Linked DNA regions of Sus scrofa: region 1 is linked to region 2. The links are chromatin contacts, called in public promoter capture Hi-C maps. All regions are on one chromosome and are shown on one strand. The core of a region is the stretch at or near the end of the contact, and the rest is flanking DNA. Distances in the headings are between cores, read along the strand shown. Region 1 holds the start of POLR1D (DNA-directed RNA polymerases I and III subunit RPAC2). Region 2 holds the start of GTF3A (transcription factor IIIA).

Region 1 (4,544 bases), core at 1,893-4,392, 190 kb before region 2:
TCCAATCAGAGCTACAGCTGCCGGCCTACACCACAGCCACAGCAATGAGGGATCCGAGCCGTGTCTGCGACCTACACCACAGTTCACAGCAACCCCAGATTCTTAACCCACTGAGCGAGGCCAGGGATCAAACCCGCATCCCCATGGATACCAGTCAAATTCGTTTCTGCTGAGCCACGACAGCAGAAATTTCTTTTCTCCTACTACCTCATTCCAAATGAACTTTTGATTCCAGGCACCTTCTCCACCTCCCAACCAGTTTCCCCCTCGAAGCTTTCTGTTCCAGTAATTTGGCTCCAAACAAGGTAGGAGGCATCTCTCCTCACCTTCTACATCCAGTTCCTGAGGTCTGCCATCCAGTACCAGTCTGCCCCTCAGACAGTAGCTTAGGGCCCTTTCCACGCCACTTCAACTCTTGGTTTTTCTGCTTCTCTCCTGACCCCTCTACAGTCCACTCCACCACACTGGCACCAGTTACTCACAAGACGTCTCACCCCCAAACTCCTTACCACCCCAAAGACCTTCCCTCCGAGGCTACTGCAGGCCTTTCTCCTCCTTGCCTGCCATGCTACAGATACGGAAATCTTGCAATACCATTAATTCCTCGAACTGCTAGTGCTCTGCTCCAGGACCTTTGCACATGCTCTTCCCTAGACCACCTTTCCTTTTTTGCAGAGCCAGCGCCTTCTCTCCTGTAATCTCTGGAAGGGCCTCTCTGATGTCCAGAGTTAAGGTAGGCCCCCTCTCAGGGTACTGGGGAGTGGAGTACGCAGGTTCAAAGGCTGACAGATACTTAGGGTGATTTAAGAGTCAAGGTGGGGAGGGCAGGTGGGAGACACAAGGTTCAGGAGGTAAACAGGGCAGCTCTTCAGGTGCCTCGCTAGTATTTTAGGCTTTCCAAAAAACCCTTTTCCTCTCTTAGAATCTTCCTCCTCAAATACTGCTTCACTGATGGAAGCCTCAGCTAGACGGAGGTACCAGCCTAAGGGCTGAAAATACTACCTGGTCACCCCAGTTTTCTCCTTCTCTAATACAGTAGTGTCCTGAAATTAAAGCAGTAAGCCAGCATCTATCCTAGAAATGCTGCCACAGAGATGGCACCTGATGCCACCGAAGGTCCTCCCGTGAAACCAGAATTCTCACAGTTCTTTCAAATTATTCCCCACCCTTGCCCCATCTACCGGTCGCAGCGAAGGACGCGATTCTCTCATGAATTTCTAAACAACATCGAGGAAGAGGCCAAGTCTTCCTTCACTCCCAGCTTCCTTTTCTAAACCATCCACGGTGTCTCTGGCGTCAGGCTCTGCTGCGGCTCTCGCTCCCCGGATCTCAGCTGTGCATGCACATTCCTTTTAATTCCCTGCATCCAAGTCCTCGTCTAGGCCCCTGATTTTCTCATGGTTTCCTCACTTTCAGTGTTGGTTCAATTAGGAAAACAAAACACCAACCCTAAAATAGTCAACCTCCAGGACAAAGGAACGGAAACCACTCAAATCGGTTTGAATGAAAGAGGGAATTTATTAGAAGAATACAGAGGGTTCTTGCAGGGACTCCAACAGCGGAAATGGTTAAGAGCTAGAGGCAGGCTCTTCTGCAGGACAGACCAGGTTGTCATCGCAAACTTTTACTTCTGGGCTTTGTCACAGCACCAATACGGTCTCCTAGAGGTCAGTCCTCCCTGGACAGGGCATAAGGGACTAGAAGGTGGACTCCTTTCTGCCGGCTTTATGATCCTTATATGCCTTTATGCTGGCCTCAAACTTGTCAAGCACGTGCTGGCAGACATTCATGAGCTCAGTCAGGCCTCTCTGAAAGGGCTCAACAGCTGGAAGGGCACCTCGAGTCTGTATGCGCAAATTAATTTTGCTCTCTGAAGGATGGGTTGTGGTGTAACCGCAAAACTCCACTTCCGGGTTCTTCATGATCATGTAGCGAAGAGAATTTCCTAGGGTATGGTCCTCCTCGTGCAAAACAAATGTCACACAGTGTCTATCTGTCCCAGCTGCCTGGACCATTTCCAGGGCTGTCTTCCTCTCGCCTTCAGCCATTGGGGTCTTCAATCCAGATATTTTTCTACACACATTTTTTGCAAAAATGAGATCATACTGAATATGCTTTCGTATCTAGCTTTTTTCATCTACGGTATCACAATGGTAACATGCTATTACTCCAATGCACTGCAGTTACAGAGAACTGTTAGCATGAACCTTTTATTTTCCTGCCTCCACATATTCTACCAATATTTAATTTATCGCCTCCAATTTCTCCCTACGCCATTTGGCCCTCCACATGGCCACGAGGGGAGTGTCGTTAAAAAAGCTTGCTAAATCTTATTTGGTAGAGTCACAAGAAAGGGCTATTATTAGAAACGGGTGGGCCCTGCCAGAGGATGGAAGGGGAGTTGAAAGGCGTGGGAAAACGCGACTATAAAAATAGAAACTAAAGCTCCTCAACGTGCAGGAGGTAAGGAAACTAGAAAGGAAAGTCTGAGAAGAGTCATCAAGCAGGAGGGAGAAAAAGCACTCAGCGCAGAGTAGCTTAAAGAGCGCTCTACACGGAGGAGGGACTTGGGCCCGACCAACACACCAATCCCATCGCTCCGGTAACAGGGGACGGTGCGTGGTTCGGAACGTTAGCTATGCTTCCTCTTGCTTTTCCAACGCGGGGGGTGGGCAGTTAACTCTGGTCTCGCAACTTGTCTTCCTTCCTCGATATCTAGAGCACTGAGCGCCTCCATTCAAACCATCCAGGTCTCCCGCCCCCTCTTCCCTCTCCCCACCCTGGCGCCCACCGCTCCCTCCTCCTCGCCTGTCCTCCCAGCCAGGCCCTCGCTGCTAGGCCGGGCCGCGGAGGCTGAGGCCCCGGCCGGCCGCCGGCTCCCAGGGCAGGGCGCGGCCCGCCTCTCCTGCCCCCACTCCCCGGCCGTTACCTCTCCAGCTCCTGGTCCTCTTCCATCGCGGGGGCGGCTTCCGGGATCCTCAGGTGGTGCCGGCCCGCCGAAGGCTCTGCCCCATACCGCGAAGCGTGCGGGCGCAGCAGGAAGAAAGGAAGGAAGGACCGACGGAAGGAGCGCGGACGGAAGGAGGGGGGAGGAGCCGCAGCGGCGCGGCAGGGCCCGGCCACTGGGCGGGGCGTGGAGGCTCCGCCCGGGCCCCGCCCACCCGCCCCGCCCCCGGCGCGAGGAGGGCGTGGCGAGGCCTGAGCCGCTCACCTGCGCTCCCAGAGCAAGTCCTCCCGGGAGGGCTAGCGGGGAGATGGGTGGGGTCCGGCTGCCGCCCCGCCCCAAGGCCGGCACCGGCCGGTGGGCGCCGGAGCTCAGCCCCCGGTGCCTTCCTCCAGGTGCGGGCGAAGGGGGCGGGGCCTTACCTGTGGCCCCCAAACTCCCCTTCTTAGAGCGAGGATCAGGCCTCCTTCTGACTTGCTGCTAGACCTGTGGGGGACACAGTTAGTCCCAGGCGGGTCCCCTGCCCCCCAAGGGACTCTCATGGGACGACGTACTTAAATTATAGTTAATCAGCACACTTTGATGAATTTCACAACTGAAGAGGATGGGTTTAAGACTGTATTTGTCTCATCCGGAATCTTGCAGCTGCACCCCTCAACGGGGTCAAAGGACACGCATTTTCTATTTTGGGGGGGAGGAGCGAGAGTTTGGAAGGAAACCATCTCCACCCGATCCCCACTCCCCCAATCCTTTCTTAGGATCTCCCTGGAGTACGCCCTGCCTCGTTTGGGACGTCCTTTTCCCCTTTACCCTTTTGGCCTCATAAACCTCCTCACCTGCGGAACCTCCCTCTCACCTTTGTTCCCAGGTGCCCCCGCCCCCTTTCACCGTCCGACTAGCTCTCCGCCCTCCTTCTCCCTTCGCGCCTCTCCGCTCTCCGCCCCCCTAGTGTTCCCGTTCGCTAATAATCCTTCTGCCTTCCACGCTCTCCTGCTCCCCTCGCCTCCTCACCCCGGCCAGCCCCGCTCCCTACCCCTCGACCCCCGCTGTCATCCAGCCCAACACGCCTACAGCTCTGCTTTCCTGCGCCACCTGTTCTCCTTACCCCACCCCCGATCCCCCTCGATGTTCGCCGCCGCCCCCAGCTGTTCCCCTCTCCTCGCAGCGTTCGGCGGTGAGCGCTGAGGCACTTCCCGAGCGCGTCTTCTGCTGGGGAATCAGGCGAGCGGCAGGGACAGCCGAGGAGTGGGGAGGGCGGGCGGCGAGGGGCGGAGCGGGCTCACTCTAACCCGGAGTGTCAGCCCCGGCCCGGCCCGCCCCCCGAGCTCCCGGATAGGCGGAGCCGCCCTCTGGCCCGCCCCCCTCCCGCCCTGTGCTGCCGCCGATTGGCCCCGGTGCGTGTCGGGCTGCGCGGCTCGGCCCTGGCGTCCGCCCGGGGGAAGGCAGCAGGGGCGGTTGAGAAGTGAAGTCTTGGCTGGAGTTTGCTTCTTGCCAGGAAATCCGCAGCGGCGGCGGCGATTCCCGGCGGAGCGGAGGCCGGCCGGCCGCGCGCTCCCTCAGCGGGCCGCGGAGAGCGGAGCCGGCGCTGGGCTGCGGCGCC
Region 2 (4,941 bases), core at 1,987-4,486:
CAGAGCCACAGCAACATCTACACCACAGCTCTCGGCAAAGCCAGGTCCTTAACCCACTGAGCAAGGCCAGGGATCAAACCCGCAACCTCATGGTTCCTGTCGGATTCGTTAACCACTGAGCCACGACAGGAACTCCTTTCTTTTCTTTTCTTTTCTTTTTTTTAAACCCATCCAAGGATCTTATTCTTCTTGAACTCTCAGTAGCAAGCTGACTTGTACCCACTAAGGCCTAATCATTATTGCTCAGTGAAATGAAAGTAACCATGAAACCATCATGTGAACTCTCAGAGGTTTTACAGGAATATCCTCATCGAGGAATCTTTGGTGTGCAAAGAACATAATCCCACGCAAACTATTCCACGTGAAAGGGGATTTCGTGTAAAGATTCACAGAGCTCTCACCACACTCATCACAAAAGGCCCCACGGATCAAGCTGTTTGCAGTCCGTGTCTGTCTGGGTGGCCTCTGCTCCCCAGCCTGACTCCTTTGTTTGCTCTCCAGACATCTCCCGACCACTCCCATCCATCTCCTGTGTGCACAGGTGTGCATACGTGTGTACATGCCTGTGTGTGCCTGCAAGGGCGTGTGCGTGTGTCTTGCCGGCTCGCTCACTCACATGCCTGCAGGAGTTCACCGCATCGTCTCACTTTGCTGCATCCTCTCGTTCTGACAATTCGCTCTAACATGTATCTACACATACACATATACATAAAATATTCTCTTCAATTCTTTTTTGCTTTTTAGGGCCGAACCCATGGCATATGGAGGCTAGGCTGCCGGCCTACGCCACAGCCACAGCAACGCAGGATCTGAGCCGTGTCTGCGACCCACACCAGCGGGTCACGGAAACGCTGGATTCTTAACCCACCAAGTGAGGCCAGGGATGGAACCTGTGTCCTCATGGATGCTAGTCACAATTCATAAACCGCTGAGCCACGACGGGAACTCCATCTTCAGTTCTATTTTTATCCCCAGCAAAATGAACAGTAGTTCTTTGAAATCATCTAAAACCCACAGACCCTCAAACTCAGCATATTCGAAACTGCTCTCTGCCCCGCCCCCCCCAAGTATCTTCCCGTCCCAGTGAGGGGCCACCATCCCCCTCGGCTTCTCCCCTCTCTCACCATCTGCATTTGTTAAAGGACCCGTCATGGTTGGTTGGTTTTTACTTCACTCTCTTCAGTTACACCCGAGGAAGGCCCTGCCTGGTCCTCCTGGTTCCCACAGTCGGCTGTGACCCATCAAAACAGGTGTCCAGGGATCAAATCAGTCGACTCCCCAACCACATGGATGGAATCCAGCCTGGGGGTCATCCTCCCCCAAACTGCTCCAGGCCTCAGTTGCCCCCACAGTTGTCAGGCAAGTCTTATACCTTCTAAGGCTAACAACTATGGCACTGAAGAGTGCCTATGGTAGGTTAGAAGGGGACTCCTGGAGTCAGGAAGACCCGCTCAGAGGCCGTCCCTGTTGGCGGGACTGAGGCCCAGGCTCGAGGGGGTGACCGTGGGCCCAGAAAGGAGGCAGGTAGGAGTTCACAGGTAAAAAGGCCCCTCAGAGGTGGCAGTGGTCAAACGGATGGCCTTGGGGGTCTGGCACCCTAACTCGTCCCGGCTCTGCACTTAGTATTGGACCTTGAGATAGTTATTTAGTCCCTCGGAAGTTTTTGTCGTCTGTGCAATGGGGGGTGATGATACCTATGCCACAGGGCTGTGGTGAGAATGACATGAGACAATTATTTCCCGCGTGGTGCTTATCAGCACAGGGCTCAGCATAAGAAGCCATCCAAAACTAGTAGCCTTTCCTTTTTCCCCACGCGCTGCAGACTTTTGCTTCTGTTCCTGCACTTGAGTGGCGGTTGGCCAAGCTGATGACGGCTCCCAGCGATCACCGCCTCCGGACATTCACACCCTTGTGCAGTTACCCGCTCCTGGGGGTGGCCCGGACCGGGAATTACTTCCAACTAACAGAAGAAGCGGGTGATGGAAGGGGCGGAACCACGGGCACTTGCATCTTCCTAACAGAAGTGCATCACCTTCTGGGCTTGTGCACTTCGATGGGGCAGCTACCGTGCTGCAGAAACGCACAAAGGACGGGGGGTGGCCAATAGCCAACAGCCAACTGGGAGCTGAGGCCCTCAGCCCAGCAGCCCTGGCAGGTCACTGAATCCTGCCAATGACCATGGGAGCTGAGGAGCAGATCCTGCCCCCGTCCAACCTTGAAATGAGACCCTAACTCCGCTGACTCCTTCACTGCAGCCTGGCAGAGACCCTGAAGCAGAGAATCTGGTTCAACTACGCCCAGGTTCCTGGCCCACAGAAATTGTGAAATAATAAGTGTTGGTTTACGCCACTAAATTTGGGTTTGTTTTTTTTTTTTTCGTCTTTTTAGGGCTGCATCTGTGGCATAGGGAGGTGCCCAGGCTAGGGGTTGGCTCGGAACTGTAGCCGCTAGCCACAGTCACAGCCACACCAGATATGAGCCGCGTCTGCGGCCTACACCACAGCTCAAAACAACACCAGGTCCTTAACCCGCTGAGCGAGGCCAGGGATCAAACCTGCATCCTGATGGATGCCAGTCATACTCATTTCCGCTGAGCCACGAAGGGAACTCCGTGATTTGTTAGGCAGCATAACTAACACATCGTCTTTCAATACACAGAATAACTCTCGACCAGGCAGTCCTGAACTCAGGGGGTTCTGACAGGAGGGACGCCCCGGCCTCCAGCCATGACACGAGTTCCCTCCCTCCTACCCAAAGATCGGATGCAGCGTGTGACAAGAGTGCATGTGGTTACGGCGATAACTGGACAAAACAGCTCGGGTGCGAACAGCCGTAAAGACCTTCAGTGTACTGTCCCTTTAACACCAGTTTTATTCTTTTCTCCCAATGTTTACTTCTCCTGTTTTGGTCCAGCACAGCCAAGACAGTCAGCTGGGGCCACCGTCCTCAGAGATCAAGCAGGCACCAGGACCTTATCCCATAAACACACCTTTACCTTAAATCCCCGTTCCTTCTCTGATAGGCCTCTAGCAAGACCTTTGGATTCAGCCTCAAGTGCCGCCAACGACCTGAGTATGACTTCGGGCAACTCTTCCCAACCTGCTTTGCCTCGTCTGTGAAACTGAGGAGATGCTGCCCTGCCTTCCTCTCCCAGTTATCACCAGCATCACATGGGAACCCGGCCAGTAACTGACCTCTCTGAACCCCGGCTTCTTCATCAGCCGGGTGAGGACCATGACACCCACCTCACAGAGCGTGAGGACTGTAAGGATTAATAAGAAAATACAGGAGTTCCCGTCGTGGCGCAGTGGTTAACGAATCCAACTAGGAACCATGAGGTTGCAGGTTCGATCCCTGGCCTTGCTCAGTGGGTTAGGGATCCGGCATTGCCGTGAGCTGTGGTGTAGGTCACAGACACGGCTCGGATCCCGCGTTGCTGTGGCTCTGGCGTAGGCTGGTGGCTACAGCTCCGATTCGACCCCTAGCCTGGGAACCTCCATATATTGCCGGAGCGGCTCAAGAAAAGGCAAAAAGACAAAAAAAAAAAAAAAAAAGAAAGAAAGAAAGAAAAGAAAATATGCATAAAGCATTTTTGCCAACCGTGGAGTTCTACCCATCTGTAAACTGTTGCTGACACTAGGTTCTCGAATGTTGGCTCTGACAAAAAGTGAATGCATGGATGAGCACTCATGTCGGCCAAGGTCAGCCCAAGGGTGGCCAAGGAAGGATTAAGCAAGAGCGATTCCACCCCTCGGCCACATTCTCAATACAGCCCGTCTCCCCATCTCTCAGGGAGCCTCTGGGGCTGCTGATGATCTAACCAGTCAGGAGAGAGCCCCCGGCGGCAGCTGCACCCTCGTCCTTGCTCCCGGCTGTCCTCTGTCAGCAGAGTCCTCGCCCTCTCAGCACCTGTTCTTGGACCGCCCTCCACGACTTCCGCTGGAACCAGCCTGGACAGGGCTGAGGCCCGGGACCATCCCCTTCTTGGTTGTCTGTTCACCACGCAGTTCCCGCCTGGCTTCTCTGATGAGCCCTCCTCTCGCTTCAGTCAGATCACTGCATTTTCCTGCAGCTGTAATTGCCCGGCCAGGGTACCGCCACGGGCCTGGGCTTAATCACTCCCAGCTACTTCAAATCCATCGGAGCCGGGAGCAGCCAGATTGCATCTAGTGAGCGAGGCCTAATTGCTCCCTGATGACCCACGGGATCAGGTGCTTGAGTGCGCACAGCTTCCATCCACAGCCTGCACGAGATGGTCGTGTCTGATAATTTCCAAAGCCAGCTTTTTTCACTGAGCCCCCGGCAGAGCTGAGCAACAGTCCTCGCCCCGGAGTCCTCTGTGGTTTGCCTTCGGGGTGGCAACCATCCACCTCCCTTCTCCCCCACTGCCTCCACCTCTGTCCAGTCGGCCCAGGTCTCACCTGACCTCCGGGTGCTTCCTGCAGCCAGGCTCGCCCTCTCCAGTCCTTTCTCCACCTTCGCAAACACCAGGGCTTTCCGTGGTGTCCCAGAGCCCTTCGAGTCAAGCCCTGCCTCTTGCTATGCCCCAGCCTGGCCCACTCCACACTCCCGCTCGGTCCAAGCCCGCTGAGCACCCTCATCACTCCCGCTGCCCGTGTCCCACCCGCCATCTCCCACCCCTACACACTCTTCTCTTGGGCTGTATCATGCTCTCCTCCTTGCTCCCTGCTGTCCCTCAAAACCAGCAAATCCCACTCGTCTGTCAGGGAGAAGCTTGGGGAAGTGCCTCCTAAGAGCTGGCCAGGTGGCCGCTCCAACCCCAAGTTCCCGGCCCCTCCCCTCACAGCACCCAACGGGCTTGGCAGAGATTCCCTGGCTCATCTTTCTTGGCAGCGACAGCTCTGCAGGGCAGGTCTGTGCCTCTGGTTCTCTTTGTGTCCCAGCACCTAGCACGGAGCTGGGCACACGGGAGGCACCAAC

Evidence for each region. Promoter capture Hi-C pulls out the DNA fragments that hold promoters and counts their contacts.
Region 1: a promoter capture Hi-C map of liver shows a contact between it and region 2, with 7 times the contacts expected there. The contact joins the promoter of POLR1D here to the promoter of GTF3A in region 2. A contact is called at or near these places in 1 of 5 promoter capture datasets (liver), 5 of 47 Hi-C or Micro-C datasets (embryonic fibroblasts, heart right ventricle, liver and 1 more) and 2 of 2 datasets of contacts at active chromatin or transcription factors (alveolar macrophages and skeletal muscle).

What each region holds. Positions count from the first base shown.
Region 1 is chr11:5,042,872-5,047,415 of Sscrofa11.1, reverse strand. It overlaps POLR1D (DNA-directed RNA polymerases I and III subunit RPAC2), which reads right to left and starts at 3,142. Exons shown (of 2, transcript XM_003357811.4): 1 at 2,930-3,142; 2 at 1,495-2,073. The coding sequence starts at 2,955. The coding sequence ends at 1,698. LOC106505238 reads right to left here and starts at 3,056. Exons shown (of 3, transcript XM_013980406.2): 1 at 2,930-3,056. The coding sequence starts at 2,955.
Region 2 is chr11:4,851,600-4,856,540 of Sscrofa11.1, reverse strand. GTF3A (transcription factor IIIA) reads right to left here and starts at 3,236. Exons shown (of 10, transcript XM_021066008.1): 1 at 3,195-3,236. The coding sequence starts at 3,236.